3 separate regions of the Danio rerio genome follow, and all the other regions are linked to region 3. The links are chromatin contacts, called in public HiChIP or PLAC-seq and Micro-C maps. All regions are on one chromosome and are shown on one strand. The core of a region is the stretch at or near the end of the contact, and the rest is flanking DNA. Distances in the headings are between cores, read along the strand shown. Region 1 holds the start of trib3 (tribbles pseudokinase 3). Region 2 holds the start of zc3h11a (zinc finger CCCH-type containing 11A). Region 3 holds the start of si:ch211-15p9.2.

Evidence for each region. A called contact is a pair of places that touch in the nucleus more often than the background predicts. HiChIP or PLAC-seq counts read pairs in DNA pulled down with a chosen protein or histone mark.
Region 1: a contact with region 3 is called in an H3K4me3 HiChIP or PLAC-seq map of gastrula embryo, with 5 times the contacts expected there. The contact joins the promoter of trib3 here to the promoter of si:ch211-15p9.2 in region 3. A contact is called at or near these places in 4 of 18 Hi-C or Micro-C datasets (caudal fin, embryo, hematopoietic stem cells and 1 more) and 2 of 4 datasets of contacts at active chromatin or transcription factors (embryo and gastrula embryo).
Region 2: a contact with region 3 is called in a Micro-C map of caudal fin, with 4 times the contacts expected there. The contact joins the promoter of zc3h11a here to the promoter of si:ch211-15p9.2 in region 3. A contact is called at or near these places in 3 of 18 Hi-C or Micro-C datasets (caudal fin, embryo and hematopoietic stem cells) and 1 of 4 datasets of contacts at active chromatin or transcription factors (embryo).

The regions. Positions count from the first base shown.
Region 1 is chr11:26,108,167-26,110,866 of GRCz12tu, forward strand. trib3 (tribbles pseudokinase 3) reads right to left here and starts at 1,330. Exons shown (of 4, transcript NM_212869.1): 1 at 1,256-1,330. It also overlaps a transcript of pnp4a not described here.
Region 2 is chr11:26,080,588-26,083,287 of GRCz12tu, forward strand. It overlaps zc3h11a (zinc finger CCCH-type containing 11A), which reads left to right and starts at 1,392. Exons shown (of 17, transcript NM_199686.2): 1 at 1,392-1,550. ovgp1 (oviductal glycoprotein 1) reads left to right here. Exons shown (of 17, transcript XM_073916736.1): 17 at 1-1,773. It also overlaps a transcript of chia.3 not described here.
Region 3 is chr11:26,403,809-26,406,508 of GRCz12tu, forward strand. It overlaps si:ch211-15p9.2, which reads right to left and starts at 1,253. Exons shown (of 2, transcript NM_001044990.2): 1 at 1,152-1,253; 2 at 1-948. The coding sequence starts at 925. nfs1 (NFS1 cysteine desulfurase) reads left to right here and starts at 2,037. Exons shown (of 13, transcript NM_001044993.1): 1 at 2,037-2,327. The coding sequence starts at 2,216.

The sequences.
Region 1 (2,700 bases), core at 80-2,579, 300 kb before region 3:
ATAAAGACCAGGAAAAGAACTTATTTTTGTCATCCTAGTATTCAGATGGCAATTAGAGGTTTTTGCATCTGAACTCTTCATATATTTATTTATTTATTTTACAACTTTTATGCTCTGAACACATGCCCAGAGCAAGAAGCACCCTGTTGGCCCAGAATGTTCCTGGACCCCAATTTGAAAAGCCTTTGCTTAATCAGATAGTCAACTTAAAAAATGTTTTCACCTTTAAGTAACTTCAAATCTTTCTGAGTTTCTTTCTTGTGTAACAAAAACAAGAGGATTTTTGAACAAAGCTGAACAAATGCAACCATTGACTTCCACAGCAGGAAAAATACTATGAAGGTTACAGGTTTTCATCTTTCTTCAAAATACAAGATATAACACAAGAGATAAGCTCATTCATATATAAAAACAATGAAATATTAATAAATGATTACAAACTTCAGACTTTTAAGTGAACTATTCTTTTTAGAAACCAATAAACACGAGTCCATTCACAAAGGTGACATGAAAAAAAATGCCAAACTGAGTACTTTTGAGTGTTGCACCACACTTGAACACTGAGTAACCGTGGGACATTATCTCAAACAAACTAACTAACTAAACAAGAACGGGAGGTTCATTAATGTTGTGTAATGAAAGGAGGTAATTTAAAACTGCTGAATGACTATGTGATGAGGAGTGCTGCTTGATCATACTGACTCAAGTTCCGTTCGAAATGTTGCTCGGCGCCTGTGACTCATACAGTGTTTAAGTTATTACACATTCAAGCGTACGTCATAAAATGACGTAGCCAAGTTTCTTCCACTTCAGTATTGTTTAAACAAAGTTTATTTATGTAGGCTATTAAAACATTGTGTCAGAATTCATAAGAATACACTAAGTAAACAAAAGCATGTGTGAGGTCAAATGTAACTTGAACCAGGTCACGTCGGACTCGAACCTAAAATTCCAAAGCCAGCATTTATCAGCGTATGTGTAAACCAATAGGTTACATCATACAAATATTTGTTCTCCAAATTACAAATAAGTGTAAATACTTTTAAAAGACTTAATGTTATTGTGTGAAGTGCAAGTTCACAAAGTTCAGCTCAACGCTACTTTTTTTATATAATCTTCAACCACACAAAGTCTTTCTTAATAATGTTTTAAATGGGAAAGTTGATCATTAATTGACTCAAATCTTGGTTGGAAGCACCAAGTCGTGATTTACAGTTATTAATGTGACGTTTGAAGGTTCACAGGAGTGACTTACCTCGCTGCTTTAGACAAAGGACCCGCTCCTCTCCAAAACAGAACAATGAAAACTACAGGCGCACTTAGTTGTGTCTACTTGTCAGAGAACATTTCCACCGGCGGAAAAAAAAACATTAAGTATTATGAAAGGAGCACTTGAAAACTTTCAGCTGTAGTTAATAAGATTTTTTGCATAAGACCGAAAAGTCGTCCCCAGTGAAAGGAGAATAAATATGAGTCAGTTTGAAAGGACACGCGATTTGTAAAGAATCCACGTTTACTGCGTTTTGCAAGATATTCGTGCACGTTTAGCTTCTTTTCGTTGTTATTATGTCTTCTTCTTTGTCTTGTGAGTTGAGCAAATTGATACTTGTGAGTCTGGCGGCAACCCCAAGAGCTCTTCAGTTGTTGGCACGGATGTCTTTGTTCCTTATTCCCGCTGAATGAACGCGTCCTGCATGGACAATATTTCCCTGGCTCTTGCTGATGGTGAAACGTCGCTCTGTGGTCGGATGGAGTTGGAGATCATTCGCGATGAGTTTCGGGTTAATAAAACTTGATACGACGTTCTTAAACGCAGTTAACTGTAAGTTTAGCCATACGACAAAACAAACAAGGAATAGTCTGAAGAAAGTTATAACTAGAGGACGCGTCCGTTTTGGTGACAGCCACAAATGGAAAAGTAATCCTGTAGTTGGTCTTTTTGATTGATGCCGAAATAAAGGTCCCTTTAGTGATGAGATCACAAATCAGACGTGGCCCCTCAGCCTGAACGTCCGACTGTAAAGTCTCAATTCGGCTGGGCACGTCTAATATGCTCAGTGTGTTACACCAGCCTGACTCGATGATGCTGTTCTTAGTAAGATTGCGACATCCTGACTCCGCCCCCTCTGGTCTGACGACATCGAGTACAGAGCTTCGCAATAGTATGCACTACTGTTGAAGTTTGCTAGGGGAGGATTGCGAACACAAAGCGTGGCGTTTAATGGAGAGGTTTTAGCCGGTTTTAAACAGTAAACACGCCGAACTGACCATAAAAGCTCGACTCTGTGGAAAAGCACCGAGTATTTTGTGCACACATGTGCTGTTGATAGATTGAAATTGAACAGCGAGCTAGGGAACATAACGAAGGAAATAATGTGGTAATGTGTTCGTGAAAGGGTAACCCGTGTTATGTTGCTGTTTAAACGTTATGTTTGTCCTTTTTTAGCCGTTGTGAAGATTAATGCCCCACCCCTGTGTATGACTCAATACCAATGGTGGTGTTACACATCAAGTGTTTGTCAGGCTGACATGCAGGTAGATGTCTGATAAAGAGAAACATATACCTCATTGGAAAGATGGGCTAATAGATGTTATATTGATGTCAAATTGAGACCTCGTTGAAATGCAAATATAGCCTATTAATCAGACATTTTATTATGATTTATTTAATATACACTTTTAAACTCTTAATCAATGTAA
Region 2 (2,700 bases), core at 142-2,641, 320 kb before region 3:
TTATATGCATCTACAAGTTTTTATTATACTCTTAATAAAAAAAAACATTCAGAACTGATTGGTTAAACAAATCAGATTATCACAGATTCCCCTATTTCAATTCAAGTATGTAGGTGGATTTTGTACTAAATTTGTTAGTAGTTAATCTGACAGCATCTGAGTCTTTGTTTGTTTTACCCATATGTAAAATGCCCCATGTAACACTATTCTTGTGTTTGTTTGTCTGTTTAAATTATTTTATATTGTATTTATTTTGTTTGTATTATTCTTAACTCAAATATCTAATATCAGTATCAGTATATCTAATAACTAATCAGTGGATTTAGGCATGTGGACATTGTCAAAAGATTCTGTTAAATTTCAAACTGAGTATCAGAAAGTGACTTTAAACATGGTGGCATGGTTGTGTGTCAGCGTCAATATTTGAGAAAGTGCTGATCTACTGAGATTTTTTCATGTGTATCATCTCAATGGTTTACAGGGAATGGTCAAAAAATAAAATAACTGTGGCAATTGCTTGAAGGAAATGTATTATTAATGCCAGAGGTCAGAGGAGGTTTGTGCTAATAGAAGGACAAATAAATTCTTATAAGCAAGCATTTGCAGTAGAGCAGTGGTTATCAAACTGTGGTGCTTGTACCACTAGTGGTGCGCATCTAGTGGTACGCGGAGGAATCAAATATGTCAAATGTACATGCTACATATTTATCAACATATATCAGAAATGATTTATATATAAATATTACATATAATATTTATTATATGACATATAGCCTGTATTTCTGAGGTCCAGACAAGATTTCCAGGTGTTGAAGAATTGGCTCCTATATGTTAACACTTTACATTTAAGTACAGCACTTTTCTTTATACTTTTTAAGAACAGTAACCTACCATTTTTAACTTTTAAAAGCACATTTTAATAAAAATGTTGACGTTTTTAGTGTTTTTTTTTAGATACAGCACAGTGATAACGTTCAGACTCTTTATAATGTTTAAAGTGGCTGACAATAATAAATATTCTAATTAATAGAATTTAATCTGCCACGTTTTTGAACTGTGCAGAGCTGTACTGTAGCTGCTTTACTGGGCTTACTACGCTACAGTATTTCAATATTGCTCATGGTGGTACTTGATGAAAAAAGTTTGAGAACCACTGCAGTAGAGCATCTGAACACAAGACATTGAGGTAGAAGAGCTACAGCATCATCTGATTAACATGTCAAGCACATGATTGACACTGTTGTTAAGCTAACATAAACTTAAGACTGGACCAAAATTTCTGAGTTGTTATTTAAACAATTAAAAGTAAGTCCAACCTGTCTGTACCCATTTAATTGAGAAGGGTGTGATTTAAGTGGTGAACTGTCCCTTTAACGAGTCTCGCCGTCACACTGACGTTTACAGTCATTTGTGTAAGCACTTTCCTGCTGGGCAGCGCGGGCGCCATTTTATTCGTCTGTACCGTCTGTAAACCGAGAAGAGAAAAGTCCTGTACTGGAGAGCCTACGTGCATCAACCCGAACATACTTAATTCCACTCGGTATAAACTGGTAATTGTGCTAGATTAATTTAAAGTAAATGTTATTAAACATTTTATTTATTTATCATTCAACATATTTTAGTACAGTCTAGTAACTGTTAGTTGTGTTAAAGTTAGAATGCTAACTTACTCGAAGTTAGCAACATGCTATGCTAAGCCGTAGAATAAGCTACCGTGTTGTTTGTCACGTAACGCTAAACAGCTATTGGATTTAAAATATACTCATTTGGTCTTTACACGTTGTTTGTCTGTGTTTTTCATATGAAGATTTGCATAGTAAATCGAGTCAAATAAAACAATGACACCACGGCCTAACTCGACAATCTTGCATAACGCGACAATCATTTGAGTAACGTTAGTGGATTTCGAAGATTACGGTAATGTAATACAGCTATGGGAATATAATTATTGACTCTTATTACATTCAAAACGTTTTTGCTTCGGCTTTGATTTATGATCGTGGTGATATTTGCTTTTTGTTCATCTGTAAAAATGTGCTTTAAACCTTTACATTTTACAAATGCAGATTTTGTAAACTGCACCTTAACGTTACATTCGCGGACACAAAATCGTCAAAATGCTGAATTTGATACTAACTTTAAAACGTGATTAATACTGTTTACTATGTTTGGATCACCACACCAAGAACAAAATCGTGTTGAAACACGACATTGTTGTTACAGAAATCCATTGTTGTCTTTACGTGTTATGTAAACCCTAACACATGTTCTGTCTGCCATGTTTTCCGTGTAATAATGCATATTGTGTCTCTGTCCTTATTTAAATAACCAACTTTTCAGCACATGGGGAGTGTTTTTGTCTCCTTTTTGAAATGTAGGTTATTCAAGATCTTGTCCCTCATTCCAGAGGATTGCTGGAGTTGGATAATGAGTTAGCTTTCCTGAAGATTGCTGCCTTTTTGTATTAAAAATCTCTCCATTGTTTTTTTTTTCCCTCTTATTGGGCTTTTTTTTAAAGTTCCTGTTTACCCCATTTTAATTTTTCCACCCGGCTTCCAGTGACGTAGAAGATATTGTTCCTTTTTTACCCATTTCAACATCTCCAAGATATCCAGATATACATGTTTTGCCCCTTTTTGACTTCATCTAGTTCAAGAATTTTTTAAACTCCCCCAAACCCAATCACCTCTCAATTATCAA
Region 3 (2,700 bases), core at 3-2,502:
CTGGATGCTCTGACAGAACACGTTTCATCTCATTTGGGTTTTGGGCATTGTGGTCATTTGTAATGGTAAAAGCTGACCACTTCCCATCACCCTGTTGGACCCCGAGAACTGCTCTACTATCACCAAGATTGGCAATATAAAGATCATCTTGATCCACATAAGCCACACAAGCTGTACATCCAGACAGAGCCACTCTTAGAGGGGTGAAATGAGCTAAAGGAACCCCAATATCCACTTGGGCCTCCAAAGAAATATCATTATCCAATCTCTTGAAAGCATTTCTAAAAGCTCCTTGTGTATCACAATCCTCATTCTCTTGAAGATCTATTCTCTCCTGCCAGTATGTCCTCAGACTACTGAAGTAAAGTTTGCCAGAATCTGTGCTCTGGTAGTCATTGGGATGTTTGTGCCACTGTAGCACTGGAAGCACAGGCCGTTCACTCTCCACAGCCGCCTCTATCTCCATTAAAGTCCTCAATGGAAGCAAAGACAAGGCTATGTAGTAAAACAGGCGTTCACTAACAGCTTGTGCACAAGCAGACCCTGCATGACCATCGAAGACCCCGAAGAGCATACCACGGCTCTGTAGACATGTTGCAGCACTCCGTCTGTCTTCGCTTGGAGAGTTTGATGGTAATATATTGCTGTCAAACCCTTTTACACACCCATTATAAGCATTTACTTTTAAACTGTATTCACTGGCCTTTAAAGTGTGGTTTATTTGTGAGAGTGACATCTGATTTGCCTTGACGCTGTATTTTCTTCTGGAGTTTTTGATTATTAGTGGATTTTCACAGACTGGCTTGTAGATTGTAGATTTTGTGTGGAACTGACCTCTGTTCAGAGTCAAACAGGCGTCTGTTGCTGCTCTCCATCTTTGTAGTGACATCTGATGTCTGAGGTGCTTCAATGAAGTTGGAGACATTTACGTTTTGGATGGAGCTGCACCTGTAAATGTACAAATTAATGTAAGCACTCTAAATTTAGGCTACTGTTTAAAAAAAATGATACTGAATATATACATGTCAGTGACTAAATCAGAACAGTTTAGCCACAAAGTACAAGCCGACTACAGTATTATTAAATGGAGGTGCAGCTGTTCAGTTCTTAACATCAAATACAAATATAGAGATATAAATGGAACTGGATACCTTTACGTGTGTTAGAATAAATATATATTCTTCCGGATTGTATATATTTCATAGGCCTACTTCCTCATCCTCACACGTTGTTTTAATCTGAATTTCAAGAAATGAGAAAGTACAAAGTCCTCGCTATTCATATTGTCAACAGCGGGAGCGCGCCGACCCCGTGCACTCGCAGTTCTTTTGCTGCTCGTGCCAGAAATGACGTAAGTCGAAATTAAGATCTTGTGTATCATTTATCAGTCCTTAAAAACAACTTCTAATTTTATTATGTATTTTTTTTAGTAACTGGATTACCTTTTGTTGTTGTTATTATTATTATTTTACTACAATACATTACTTAAACAATAGTTTGTGTGGCAAAATTAGTTCATTTGTGGTTATGGTTTATACAAAATTATACAAATACAATACATTTTAATAATAAAAAAAATACTTTTTTTTCATCAACCTTTTTTATATGCCATAATTTTCTTTTCTTTTTTAATTTCTTATTTTAAAATGCTGGTGAAATTACACTTTTACTTCAAATTAAAGTTTCATTATAATAGCACCACTTTTAAACATATTTAAACCGCACTTTTTAAATAAATCAGGCGAGAGATACGACACTTAACACTAAAGCTGACTTTAATAAAACAATGCTGATTTCTATAAAATGCAGTGGATATAAATTACATAAACCTGACATAAACATTGCCAAGGACAGAGGAACTGTAGGCAAACAGATAAATCACTTCATTGGTCCTTATTCACAACTTCCGGTTGAAGAAACAGCACAGGTTTCGTTTCCATCCAATAGACTCCCTAAAACCTCATAAACGCCCACCTACAGCAGAGACAGCTGACCAATAAGAACAGCAGTTTTAGATGTCCCGCCCCACTTTTGTAAGCATTGCCGAGTGTTATGAGGGCAGATGACATACTGTTCACTGGCGAAAGTGGGCATGTTGTCGTTTCTGAAGTTGCCCCAAAAATAGTTATTTATCTGACGGGCTTGTTTGTAAACGAATAAAATAGATTTGATATAACCGCCACTGTTTGTGTTGTGAACACTTTAACCGCTAAACATGATGAACAGGACTATATCGAGAAAACTTCTGGGCTCCATGTGTGGGATCTCCAACAGCCCTCGACTAAACTTCGCTCAAAGCGCTGCCAACACTGTGCAAAAGCAGAAAGGTAACAGTTACAGTTTTATTACATTTCGATTTCTAATGTAGAGAATTAACAGTGACGTCGCAGAATTTAGCATGTGTATTTGGAGCCTTTGCTAGCATGTATATTAGCACACTTGAATGTAAATAAAATCCTAACGTTAACTTTCTTGCACATCTGCATTTATTCACCATATAGTACATAATAACTTGTAATGCTCACAAACATACATTGAGGTTAAGTTGGTTTTATATTGGCACATTCGTTCTTTTTAGGGGCCCCTATATTGTTTATCACGCTACTTTGAATATTTGGTATAAAATCGCATTTAAGTATGACTTCAAAACAACATTAGCAATATTTCATTGACTGAACAATGTTGTACTTTAATAGTCAT